Linked DNA regions of Callithrix jacchus: region 1 is linked to region 2. Evidence: chromatin contacts called from public Hi-C data. All regions are on one chromosome and are shown on one strand. The core of a region is the stretch at or near the end of the contact, and the rest is flanking DNA. Distances in the headings are between cores, read along the strand shown. Region 1 overlaps INPP5A (inositol polyphosphate-5-phosphatase A). Region 2 has its middle 64 kb from the start of INPP5A.

Evidence for each region. Hi-C and Micro-C count contacts between places; a contact is called where the count stands out from the background.
Region 1: a contact with region 2 is called in a Hi-C map of skeletal muscle, with 9 times the contacts expected there. The contact joins two enhancer-like sites. A contact is called at or near these places in 3 of 3 Hi-C or Micro-C datasets (induced pluripotent stem cells and skeletal muscle).

Annotation. Positions count from the first base shown.
Region 1 is chr12:125,953,990-125,960,090 of calJac240_pri, forward strand. The region is part of intron 3 of INPP5A (inositol polyphosphate-5-phosphatase A); the gene reads left to right. Among named protein-coding and RNA genes, the nearest start is that of INPP5A, 110 kb to the left of the region's middle. Within about 2 kb of position 2,307, at least 1 of the 16 cell types and tissues checked has an H3K27ac peak or open chromatin away from gene starts, as enhancers often do. A contact at or near this core is called in skeletal muscle, where this site is marked.
Region 2 is chr12:125,780,697-125,787,144 of calJac240_pri, forward strand. No RefSeq gene overlaps it. Among named protein-coding and RNA genes, the nearest start is that of INPP5A, 64 kb to the right of the region's middle. Within about 2 kb of position 2,680, at least 7 of the 16 cell types and tissues checked have an H3K27ac peak or open chromatin away from gene starts, as enhancers often do. A contact at or near this core is called in skeletal muscle, where this site is marked.

The sequences.
Region 1 (6,101 bases), core at 1,057-3,556, 170 kb after region 2:
CTGACTGAGCCTGGACAGGTCACCTCCTCCGTGGAGTGTTTGTGCTGAGTGAGCCTGGACAGCTCACCTCCTCCGTGGAGTGTTTGTGCTGAGTGAGCCTGGACAGCTCACCTCCTCTGTAGAGTGTTTGTGCTGAGTGAGCCTGGACACGTCACCTCCTCCGTGGAGTGCGTTTGTGCTGACAGCCTGGACACGTCACCTCCTCCGTGGAGTGCGTTTGTGCTGACTGAGCCTGGACACGTCACCTCCTCTGTGGAGTGTGTTTGTGCTGACTGAGCCTGGACAGGTCACCTCCTCCGTGGAGTGTTTGTGCTGAGTGAGCCTGGACAGCTCACCTCCTCCGTGGAGTGTTTGTGCTGAGTGAGCCTGGACAGCTCACTCCTCCTGAGCTTGCAAATAGAAGTGTTTTCAAGCTGAGTCCCCAAGCGGAAACTTCATAGGAAACACAGACGCCTCTTTTCTCCCTGGCCTGGCCATTTTGAGAGCAGGGAAGATCAGAGACCTCAGCGAAGGTCATTTTTTCCCATTGTTCAGAGGCACCCACTGTGAAGGCCGTGGGGGTGCTTCCCCGTGGCCCCAGAGCTCCTGCCATGGGTGCTGCTGGCTCAGGGGTTTCTGGTGTTGTTCCCACTGAGTCAGACAACAAGCACGTTCAGCAGACTTTTGTTGTGATGATTTCATGCCCATTTAGAAGTGGAGACAACCCTTTCCATGCCCAGCACCCACGTTCAGCTGCTAAGCTCGTGGCCAGTTTTGTTGCAAATGCCCTCCCCCTACTCCTCCCACCCCTCATCATTTGAAGCAAAAAGCAGACAGTGCATCATTTCATTTGTGACTATTTTAGTAGACATTTTAAAGAATACACCCTACATAACATCTTTATATTCAGAAGGATGATGAGTGACTCCTCCTGTTGAATACCCAGTCAGTATTTACCTGTGCGCAGTTGTCTCATGATTGCTTTTTACAGTTCACCTGTAACAGTTAATCAGTGTTGTGATGGAAATGGTTTGTAGCTTCGCTGGGTATCACTGATGTACAGCGCACTTCATGTTTAACATGTGCAGCTTGAGGAGCTCCGGCATTGCTCTGCGCCCACGGAGCCATCCCCAGGATCAAGGAGGATGGCTCATCCCATCATCCCAGAAGGACCTGATGCCCCTTGTAGCCCCTCCTGCCCTCCTCCCCACCGTCAGGCATCTGCTGGCTGGCTCCCTGTCCTCACTACCAGTCAGTTCACATTTTCTAGAATTTTAAAGAAATAAAAATGAAATAATATGCATGATTTGCTTGTCTGAGCTTATTTTATGGCCCGTCCTGTCATCTGCCTTGGTGAGTGTGCCACAGAGGAGTGTGCGATCTCACTTGGTTGGTGTGCCATGGAGAAGCATGCGATCTCCCTTGGCGGGTGTGTCATGGAGGAGTGTGCGGTCTCCCTTGGTGGGTGTGCCACAGGGGAGCGTGTGGTCTCCCTTGGTGGGTGTGCCACGGAGGAGCATACGGTCTCCCTTGGCGGGTGTGCCACGGAGGAGCATGCGGTCTCCCTTGGCGGGTGTGCCACGGAGGAGCATGCGGTCTCCCTTGGCGGGTGTGCCACGGAGGAGCATGTGGTCTCCCTTAATGGGTGTGCCACGGAGGAGCATGCAGTCTCCCTTGGCTGGTGTGCCATGGGGGAGCATGCGGTCTCCCTTTGGTGTGCCACGGGGAGTGTGCAGTTTCCCTTGGCGGATGTGCCATGGAGGAGTGTGCGGTGTCCCTTGGCGGGTGTGCCACGGGACAGCGTGCAATCTTTTTTGGCGGGTGTGCCACAGGGCAGCGTGCAATCTTTTTTGGCAGGTGTGCCACAGGGAAGCATGCAATCTTTTTTGGCAGGTGTGCCACGGGGCAGCGTGCAATCTTTTTTGGCGGGTGTGCCACGGCAGAGCGTGTGTACTGTGTGCTCTGCAGGCGTCAGATGTACTGTCCTGTGATGCCAAGTGGACCACAGCGCTCGACTGTCCTTTTGCATCTTGCCTGCTTGTGTGTGTTGGTCCGGATCCGTCGTGCGGAGGGAGGGCGCTCAGTCTCTACAGTGGATGTGGGGTTGTCTGTTTCTCCCAGTGTGTTCTGTGTTGTTAGCCACATACACATCTGTGGTTGTGCCGTCTTCCCAAGAGCTGTCTCGGTCGTCACAAAACGTTCTTCGTCTCCCAGAGCCTTTGTCTGTTGGCTTTTCTCCGAGGCTCACGGCTGGCGTGGTGTGTGCTTTCCTGTTTGTTTGCTTTCTGTCTGTGCCTTTATGCTGGGAGTGTCTCTTACAGGCAGGGTGTCCTTCCGTCTGGTTTTTCATCCACCCTCTAGCTCCCAGCCTTACAACTGGAATGTCTAGAACAGCCTCAGCTGGCAGAACTCCTGTCTGTGCTGTCCACAGTGGCAGCCACGGGCCACCTGTGGCTCTTGATTAAGCATTTGAAATATGATTCTTTGAAGAACTCAGTTTCTAAACATTTATTTCTTCTTCTTTTAAACAGCCACATTTGACTTGTGATATCTAGATAACACAGTGCCAGCCTAGACCATTAATCTTACATAACTGCTGATGTGGCTGAATCTGGGTCTACCATTTTTCATTTTTCTGTTTGTACACGGTTTTTGTACAAAGAGAAAAATTTGGTTTTTGTTCCCTTTTTCCCCATTCCTGCTGTCTTTTGAATTACTTTTTTCACATTCCATTTGTATTTATTTATTGGCTGTCTTCCTTTTTAAAGATATTTTTAAAGCTACTTGGGAGGCTGAGGTGGGAGGATTGCTTGAGGACAGGAGTTTGTGACCAGCCTAAGCAACATAGCAAGATCCCTGTCTCTCAAAGATAAAAGATTAAAAAAAATTAGCTGGGTGTGGTGGTGCACACCTGTTGTCCCAGCACTCAGGAGGCTGGAGGCCGAGGCAGGAGGATCCCCTAAGCCTGGGAGGTGGAGGCTGCAGTGAGCTGTGATCACATCACTACGCTTCAGCCTGGGTGACAGCAAAATCCTGTCTCAAAAAAAAAAAAGCCATATTTATTGTGCTACTTCATGTGCAGTGTAGAAATTTTGAAATCATGTAGGTTTGTGTATGGCATCTATTCCATCTGTATACATTGAAAATCCCAGTTGGCAATATTATTTTTAAAAATTGCTTTACTGAATAAACAAAATGTGTGTATTTTCTATACCACACACGCATATACAATGGAATATTCGGGCATAAAAAAAACGGAATCATGTCTTTTGCAGCCATACGGATGGAAGTGGAGGCCATTATCTTCAGTGAAACAACTCAGAAAGTCAGATGCCATGTGCTCCCACTTCTAAGTGGGAGTGAGGGATGAGAATCACCTAAGGGTGGGGGTTACACTGAAAGCCCTGGCTTTGGCACTGTGTGAAACAGCCATGGCACAAAACTGCACTGTACCCCTTACATTTATACAAATTAAAAAAATAAACTCAGTGTCAGCAAACTCCACCCTCCCTGCCCCGCTCCCCCGCCCCGGCCTGCAGCCCAAGCCAGCCCGCTGCCTGCTTTTGGAAATGAAGTTTATGGGCACACAGCCAGGCCCAGTCCCTCCTGTGCCCTGGGGCTGCCCTCATGCTGCTAAGCAGGGACCGCCGAGCTCCTGTGCCCACCTGGTTATTTACAGAAAAGACTCAGCCCTGCCTTCCTGGATTCCTCAGAAAGGGCTGCTGGGGACAGAATTTCCCAAATTTTTGTACATTGAAAACTGTTTTCTATAGTTTTGGAATTTGAAGGATGCAGGGCTGGGTCGGTAGCCCCTGGTTTATACCTCATTTCACTGGGATGTTTAGAAAAGGTGGTTCTGGTGTTGCCCTAGTGTGTCTGTTGGTTCTGACGAGACGGGTTCTTTTCAGTTTATTGTTAATTGAGCTTTTTTTTACCTGGATGCCATGGAGATCTTATTTTTATCTTTGAAGTCTTGGAGATGATTGCTTTGGGTTAGTTTCCCCAAGGAGTTGGTGAGCCCTTCCGTGTCTAAACTCGGGTCTTTCTCTGTTTTGAAGAGTGTCCCTGGATTATAGTGTGAAGATTAGCCGTGTTCCTTGTCCGCGCGCCAGTCCTGCAGATTCTCCTCCTCTCCAGCCGCCTCCCCTCACTTTGTTTTCTTCACGAAACTTCGCTTTCTCGATGGCTTTTCCTGGCTTCGATGCCCGTGTTGGGTTTTCCTTCCCGTGACTCTGGTGGCGCTCGCTGTGGCTGGTCCTTCTCTGCTTCGCCTCTGCTGCCCCGAGGCTGGAGGGCGCTCTGCTCCCGGGACGTCCCGTGTTTCAATGTCGCGTCGCTGCCGCCGAGGGGTCGTCGTAGCCTCAGCTGCTTGAGCAGAGTCATTTTGTCTGCAGTGTGGGCTGACACTCCGTTCCGCCTCACGCTTGTGTTCTGGGCTGGGGCACATTTTCCTCAGTTTGTATTTTTGTGTGTTTTCACAGCCGTGTCCTAGGGCACCCTTTGGTCAATGGGAACAGGGGCTTTGCAGGATTCCTGGTGTAATAGCGCCCTCTTCTGTTGGGATTGCAAAGTCCCAGTGCATCCACCGGCTTTGGAAGTTTGGGCAGTGATTGGGGTCTGGGAGCTGTAGTTCTGATTCGATGGTGCTTTTCTTCCAAGCCCCTCTTTTCCTGCTTTTTCTCCTTTGCCATCTGATTCCTTAGGGCTGTGACCTTTCCTTCTTTCTCTCCTTCGTGGGTAGTGTCTCAGGAGTGCCCTTGAAATCATGAAAGCGGGAGGTTAGGTTGTGCCTCCTACTTTGAGTTACAGCGGCCAAGAAGTCTTGCCTTGCGTTTCGGCCCGTGCTCAGATGTGCGGGGATGCTCCCCAGGATCTTCAGCCTCTGGACTTGGGGGGATGCTCCCCAGGATCTTCAGCCTCTGGACTTGGGGGGATGCTCTGTCAGGATCTTCAGCCTCCGGACTTGGGGGGATGCTCCCCAGGATCTTCAGCCTCCGGACTTGGGGGGATGCTCCCCAGGATCTTCAGCCTCCGGACTTGGGGGGATGCTCCCCAGGATCTTCGGCCTCCGGACTTGGGGGGATGCTCTGTCAGGATCTTCGGCCTCCGGACTTGGGGGGATGCTCTGTCAGGATCTTCGGCCTCCGGACTTGGGGGGATGCTCTGTCAGGATCTTCGGCCTCCGGACTTGGGGGGATGCTCTGTCAGGATCTTCGGCCTCCGGACTTGGGGGGATGCTCTGTCAGGATCTTCGGCCTCCGGACTTGGGGGGATGCTCTGTCAGGATCTTCGGCCTCCGGACTTGGGGGGATGCTCTGTCAGGATCTTCGGCCTCTGGACTTGGGGGGATGCTCTGTCAGGATCTTCGGCCTCCAGACTTGGGGGGATGCTCTGTCAGGATCTTCGGCCTCCGGACTTGGGGGGATGCTCTGTCAGGATCTTCAGCCTCCGGGCTTGTGGGGATGCTCTTCCAGGATCTTCAGCCAGGGAAGAGACACACAGAGATTCAAATACACAGCCAGCAAGTCCTTGGGTGCTTGTTTTTAGTGTGTGGTTGTCCTTAGTGGGAACAGTGGCCTCTGAGGGCCTCAGACTCCTGTGGCAAAATCAGAGCCCCTGCTGCTAACACCCTCGACGCGCCTTTCACTTGATGCGTGTCTCTGCGCACCTGCCTTTCTCTCGGCCTTCTTATGTCTTCTTCGGCCTCTCTTTGCTGGCACTTATCTGTGGAAGGCGTCCAGCATCCCCTCCACGCAGTGTCCATGGTCCTGTGGCCAGAGGCTTCCCGTGGCCGTGCTTAGCGTGCTATCTCCTGTTTCCTGGAATTGGCCTCTGTCTGGATCCGGCGTGGGTTCGGTTTTTCTGACAGAATGCTTTGCTGTGGTGCAGCTTCCATCAGGAGGCCTGTGCTCAGGTCACCTCTGTCTGTGTCTCCTTCTGGTATTTGTTAGCAGCCTCCGGTGGCCACTGCCCTGATTCACTGTGTCATGAAGAATATTAAAATGGCTGTGTTCTATTTCTACCATTTCTTTTTCACTATTCAGTAGGAGTGTTTCTGTAAGGAGGGACAGAGACCCTGTGCTTTTCCAGAGATACCAATTGTCCAAGAAAGGCAGGGTAAT
Region 2 (6,448 bases), core at 1,430-3,929:
ACAGCTCCATCCCTCAGAGCAGCCTCGCTGCCGCCTGGGTGTGGAAGGGGTGGCTGGTCTCCCCTTGAGCAAGCCTGGCTGGGTCTCTTCTCTGGCTGGGAGTCAGAGCCCGTGCCTGCCCCAACCCAGAAGCTTCCAGGATGCTCTGCCCAAGCCAGGTCCTGCCAGAGCCAGAGAAGGCCACGCCCTCCTGGCCAGGCAGGTCAGGGAGCTGAGCCCAGGACGTGGCTCACACAGGCTTGGATTAGTGGAGGGCTGGCCGTAGCTCAGAGCCCTCATGGGCTAATTTCTCGGAGCCCGTTTCTTTCCTTGTGAGGTGGTGATGGCAGCCCCGACGTCATGGGACGGAGCAGGATCACATGAACAGCAATTCTTGGCTCGGGGCAGGCACAAGCGGGGGTCAGGATGCTGGCTGTGCCCTTCCCTGGGGGCGGTGGCTCAGGACCCCAGGCTGGCACTAGAACCCGGGGCTCCTTGAGTACTGCCCTGGGAAGCTGTGGTGTGGAGACCGGGGAGCTCAGCTCCCCAGACCTCTGCCAGGCTGAAAGGAGGAGCGGTCCAGGGCAACCCAGCACAGACAGCCTCCTGCCTGCCCCCAGCAGGGGCCCAGCCCCCACTCCCATACCTTTGCTGGGCAGCGGGCTCAAAGGTCTCAGCCTTACCTAGGGGGCAGCAAGGCTGTTTCTGCAGAGTCCAGGGTGGGTGCTGGTAGCTTTGGGCAGTGACCTGTGGATGCTCTGTGGGCACAGCCCAGCGGACGACAGACCCAGACACTGCCCAGATCTTGCCCTGCCCCTGCTCTGCCATCCTCTCTCATCCCCTGCCTTCCCCTCCCCTACTCTCCCCTCCCCTGCCCTCCCCTCCTCTGCCCTCTTACCTCTTCCCTTCCCCTCCCCTGCCCTGCCCTTCTCTGCCCTGCCATGCCCAGGGTAAGGTCCTGCAGGCCAGCCCCCCTGCCCATAGTCACCAGGAGAGTGCTGCTGGCCAGCGGTTCTCCCCCTGCCCCCCCATCCCCCTCCACCTCTGCTTATGAAGGGGCAGACTCCCCATCCTTCCAGCCCCACCTGCCCCAGGACAGGCTCCTGGAGAAAGTTCTTTGGTACTGAATGGCTCATGGCCCCTCATGGCCCCTCAGGTACATGTCTGACAGCGCCTCTGGAGACTCACGGCCGGCCCTTCACACCTGGCTCAGAGACAGGACTCTGCAGCCTCGTCAATCACATGGAGCCCAGCCCAGGAAGGCCCCAGAAGCAGGGATGTGTAGCCTCGCAGACCCCAGCCCGCTGCTTGGGGCTCCCTGGCCTGCATGCTTAGAGCAGGAGGGGGCAGCCCAGACTTCAGCCCCCACTCAGGAGGCCATGGAAAGCTGGCTGGAGTCTCCACCAGGCCCTGAGTGAGGGGGTGGCAGGAGTGAGGCAGGCTCTGTCTCCGTGATGTCAGGAGGGGCCCGGCTGTGCTCCCAGAGAGGGTGCAGGGGGTGGAGCAGGAAGACACAAGGGACCACACACTCAGGCCTCTCCGTGACGTCACAGGCCCCGGGCAAGGTCAGGACCACTCTCCCATTTTACAGATGGGAAGGGAGCATGTGGGGACCTGGGCCTGGCGCCGGACAGGGGTCATGTCTGGTCCCTTCCAGGTCACCTTAGGGGTGAGACGTCTGGGCCGGCAGGTTGAGGCTGGCCAGCCCCCTCCCCACAGACCCCGTCCATGGCTCTGAGTGAGGTTGGGTCCGTGACAGGGCCTTTGTGGCACCACTGGGAGCCAGCCGGAGGGCGTTTAGGGGCCGTGAGGCTGCAGTCAAGCCAGCCTGGGATGCCAGCAGGGATGTGGCCTCACTGCCCCCTCCAGTGGACACAGTGCAGCCCCGCCCTGCCCCAGACCGGCTGCCAAGGCCGGCTTCAGACCAGGGTGCCAGGCCCAGGTCCTGCCCACACTGCCGCCCTCTGCTCTGGGCACCTGACTTAAACTTGCCCGGCCCCACATGCAAGGCTCCAGCTGAGACCCTCCGAGGCCCCGGCGCTGAAGGATCAGGGCGTCCCCGCGTGAGATCTGAAAAAAGCAGCGCTGAGCCGTTGACTGGGTGAAAGGTCAGAGTTCTGTTCTTTCCCACAGAGACGGCTTGGATGCCTTTTTTGAAATAACAAATATCAAATCCTTTCTAAAAAAGTCACAGCTGGCCCCGCCTAGTTGGTGCCCAAGGACGTGCCCAGCCCACCCCGGCACCCTGCAGGCCCGTCCTCCCACCACCGCGGGGCCTGCTGAGGCCGCTGTCCTTGCCCCGGGAGGAAGCTCCCTTCCCCTCCAGACCAGACCAGTCTCTGCCTCCGCCTCCTCCCAGGACAAATCTGTCCCAGGCTGCAGAAAAGGCCCCAGAAAGACCCGCCCCCAGGACTGGAGACCCAGGAGAGGGAGCCCTTCCCTGAGTGCCGGTGTGGACCGGACCCCTGCCCCGGGCCAGGCCAGGACCAGGGTCCACCCTGTGCAGCCAGGGAACAGGAAAGCCAGTGGGGCCTTGGCCTTGGGTCAGGCTCCACGGGAAAGGGCCCCTCTCCCAACAGGGAGGGACACGGCGCCAGGAAGACCAGGTCTTGGTTTCCCACAGGAGCCGTCAGCCTGGAGCTGGAGGTCCTGCTTCCCTCCCCACCTCAGCTGGCTCTAGAGGTGAATGGCAGGCCCAGCACAGGCCATGGGAAGCTGGGCTGCCTCCCCTGAGCTGCACTTCCTATCGAACCTTGGGACGGCTGAAGCCAGGGAGGGGCAGCCCCGTGAGGCCCTGGTGCTGGACAGAAAGTCCCCTGCCCCTCCAGCCACCTCAGTGCTCCCAGCTGGCCAGGGCCATATGCCACCCATTGAGCTGGAGGCCCTTTAGGCAGAGACAGGGCTGAGCCCACACAGGTGACACTGGGTGACAGTGTGAAAGAGGAGGCCCTGGGTCACCAGCCATGACCATGTCTGTGCCCAGCACTCAGCCATTTGCCTGATGAAAGAACAGCGAGAATGCTGACCCACCAGCGGGGGGCGTGGGTGAAGCAGGGGAGGAGGGGCCCCAAGTGATGCTCTGTTGGGAAGGGACCCTCAGCAGAGGGCATCTGACTCGAGGAGGGGGTGCCTGGCCTGGGCTCGGCCCACTGCCTAGCCCATATCAGCATCCAGCCAAAGCTGCCCTCCCAGGTGTGGAGAAGACTCCGCCCACCTGCAGACCGCCCCCCTCCACCCACCAGCTGCTCTCACTGCAGCGCCCCAGATTCTGCTTCTGGAAATACACTGGCAATTAAATCGAAAAGCCCTCAGAGCCGCCCAGAGAGGAAAGGTGAGCACTTACGAAACAGCTCATTACCTCGGCTCCCAAAGGCCCAGGAAGACGCCAGCCGAGGCCACCTGCCCAGGCCTCTGTCTGGGGCAGGAGGAGGGTGGGACGCCGGCTCCCTCTGGCCTGCACCCTCCACGTCCTCACCAGGGAGGATACCCTCTCTGATGATGGCTGCCTCTGGCCTGCACCCTCCAAGTCCTCACCAGGGAGGATACCCCCTCCAACACTGGCTGCCTCTGGCCTGCACCCCCCCCAAGTCCTCACCAGGGAGGATACCCTCTCTGATGATGGCTGCCTCTGGCCTGCACCCTCCAAGTCCTCACCAGGGAGGATACCCCCTCCGACACTGGCTGCCTCTGGCCTGCACCCCCCCCCAAGTCCTCACCAGGGAGGATACCCCCTCCGACACTGGCTGCCTCTGGCCTGCACCCCCCCAAGTCCTCACCAGGGAGGATACCCCCTCCAACACTGGCTGCCTCTGGCCTGCACCCCCCCAAGTCCTCACCAGGGAGGATACCCCCTCCAACACTGGCTGCCTCTGGCCTGCACCCCCCCCAAGTCCTCACCAGGGAGGATACCCCCTCCAACACTGGCTGCCTCTGGCCTGCACCCCCCCAAGTCCTCACCAGGGAGGACGCCCCCTCCAACACTGGCTGCCTCTGGCCTGCACCCTCCATGTCCTCACCAGGGAGGACGCCCCCTCCAACACTGGCTGCCTCTGGCCTGCACCCTCCACGTCCTCACCAGGGAGGATACCCTCTCCGACACTGGCTGCCTCTGGCCTGCACCCCCCCCCCAAGTCCTCACCAGGGAGGATACCCCCTCCGACACTGGCTGCCTCTGGCCTGCACCCTCCCCAAGTCCTCACCAGGGAGGATACCCCCTCCCAGGGCCAGCCACAGGTTCAACACAGGTACATGGGCACAAGGGCGGGATGGGTGGGGGATGCCTGTCTCTGACTCAAGGTGAAGGAGGAGAGGGGCAATGCTGAGCACAGAGCTGTGCGGCCCCCAGGCCAGCTCCAGGCAGAGGGCGAAGCTAGGTCCCAGGGTGGGAGAGGGGTTAACGGCCCCTGGGAGGTGCTGGAGACACAGGCTGCTGGGGAGGTGAGGGGCAGGGTGCCACCCTGGGGTGGTCAGAGCCCTGCTGGGATGGTGCCGAAAGGACTCAGTCCACTTCCATGCCCCGGACAAGGGGAGACTGAGGGTCTTCATGCCCCTTCGTCCCCAACACTGAAATGAAAAGATGGAAAGAAAGGGAGAGAGGGAAGAAGGCAGGGCAGAGGGAGGGAGGGAGAAAGGGAGGGAGGAGAGAGGGAAGTGATAGGAGCAGGGGAAGAAGATGGAAAGGGAGGGGAGGGAGGAGATGTGATGGGGAGGAGATGGGAGGGAGGGGAGGGGAGGGGAGGCAGGGTCTAGCAGCACCCAGAGAGTGTAGCCAGGCTGGCTGTTCTGAGGGGGCTGCAGCAGCTCTCCGAGTCTCTTCCAGGGCCTCTTGGAAGAGACCGTCACACGGTCCGTTGCCCCTGTGGGCATTTCTTCCTGCCTCCTGGACAGTGGTGGGGGTGCTGAGGGTTGGGGGCTGTCTCCCACCCACCCTGGTCTCAGGAAGCTCTGGTAGCACTGGCCCCTTTCCCTGGGCCACGGGACACTGCTGGGCTGTTTGCGCCCTGTGGCCATGGTTGTCGCAGCTTCTGCCCCCTGCCCAGTGGTCAGTAGATCCCAAGGGCCACAGAGTCCTCTCCACCATCTGCGTCAGTTCAAGCTCTGGACCCTCCTTCACCAAGAGGAAAACAGTGGGTTCACTTCATGCTTGTTTTCCCTGAAAATAATGGCCCCTGATTTATTTAATAATAAAATTGTAGAACATTTATAAAATAGAAGAAAACCACCACCTCACCCCAAAACCCAGAGCGGGAGGCCCAGTGGCAAGCATCCTGGCCCTTCCAGCCCATCCCCAGCATGTTGGCCCTGTCCCCAGCTTGCTGGTCCAGTCAGTTCAGGACCCTTCTTGCCCGGTGGAGCCTGCCCCGGGGCACCAGGGGACAATAAACCCGTGGAAAGTAGGATGGGTAACCAGGTCTGCCCCAGTGAGGATAAAACGGCTCAGCCAGGAGGGCTGGGGCAGCAGCAGGTGTCCAGCCACCAGCTGGACTGGCTGGGAGGGGCCTGGCCCAGGAGGGGAGTTAGGAGAAGACCTGACTGTAAATCCTCAGGCAAGCGCAGGTGGGGAGCCTCTGCGGGTCCCAGAGGCCAAGCCAGGGGGCAGTTTGGGGCAGGCAGGGGGGCTGGAGGGGAAGAGCAGGGGCTTGGCAAGGTGACCTCGACTTTCGGCAGCCTGGATGCCAGCCTGCAGTGTGGGCGAGCCTGCAGCGTGGGGTGAGCTTTGCTTTCTGGGATCTGACTTTCAGCGCGGGCTCTGCGCTCTGGCGAGCTGCCAAGTCCCAGGGAGTTTTGTCTCCAGGGGAAACTGCCTATTTGTTTAGGAAAATATGTTAATGGCCTTTTGGGTACTGGAAGGAAAATCTCAGGGCACTGTCTGAAACCAGCAGGCAAAGCGGCTCACAGCATAGGAGGGGTGTCCCACTGGGTGGAGGGGCAGCCTCAAAGGTGGAACTGGGAGGGCCCCCAGATTGGACCCAGAGGAGAGGGAATTTGATCCAGGATAGATTGTATCTGGTTTTAATTTAATTTATCTGATGACTAGAGACGTTAAGCACGTCTCCTTTGGACATTTGATCTATTTCATTTAAATGGTCTCATCCTGGTCTTTCTCCATTTTTCACTGAGATATTTGTCTCTTTAATTTTGTTGTAGTTCTTCTGTACCAAATATGTTTTCCTGTTTGTCACTTGACTTTTAATTAATTTAAGGTATTTTTATAAACAAAAATGTTAAAATTCTATGCACTCAACTTTATCCACATCTTCCCTTGATGAAGACGCTTTGGTTTATGCTTAGAAAGTTCTTTTCAAATTCAAAATTGGTGCAGTACTTACAGACGTATGTGCTTTTATTTATAGAATGATTTGCTTTTGTATTTATCCTCTTGCCCATCTGGAATGGATTTATGTGAACACTTGGCTAGGAACGTCGCTTTATTTTTTCTCCAGATAAAGAAGCAGCTTCCCGGGACACT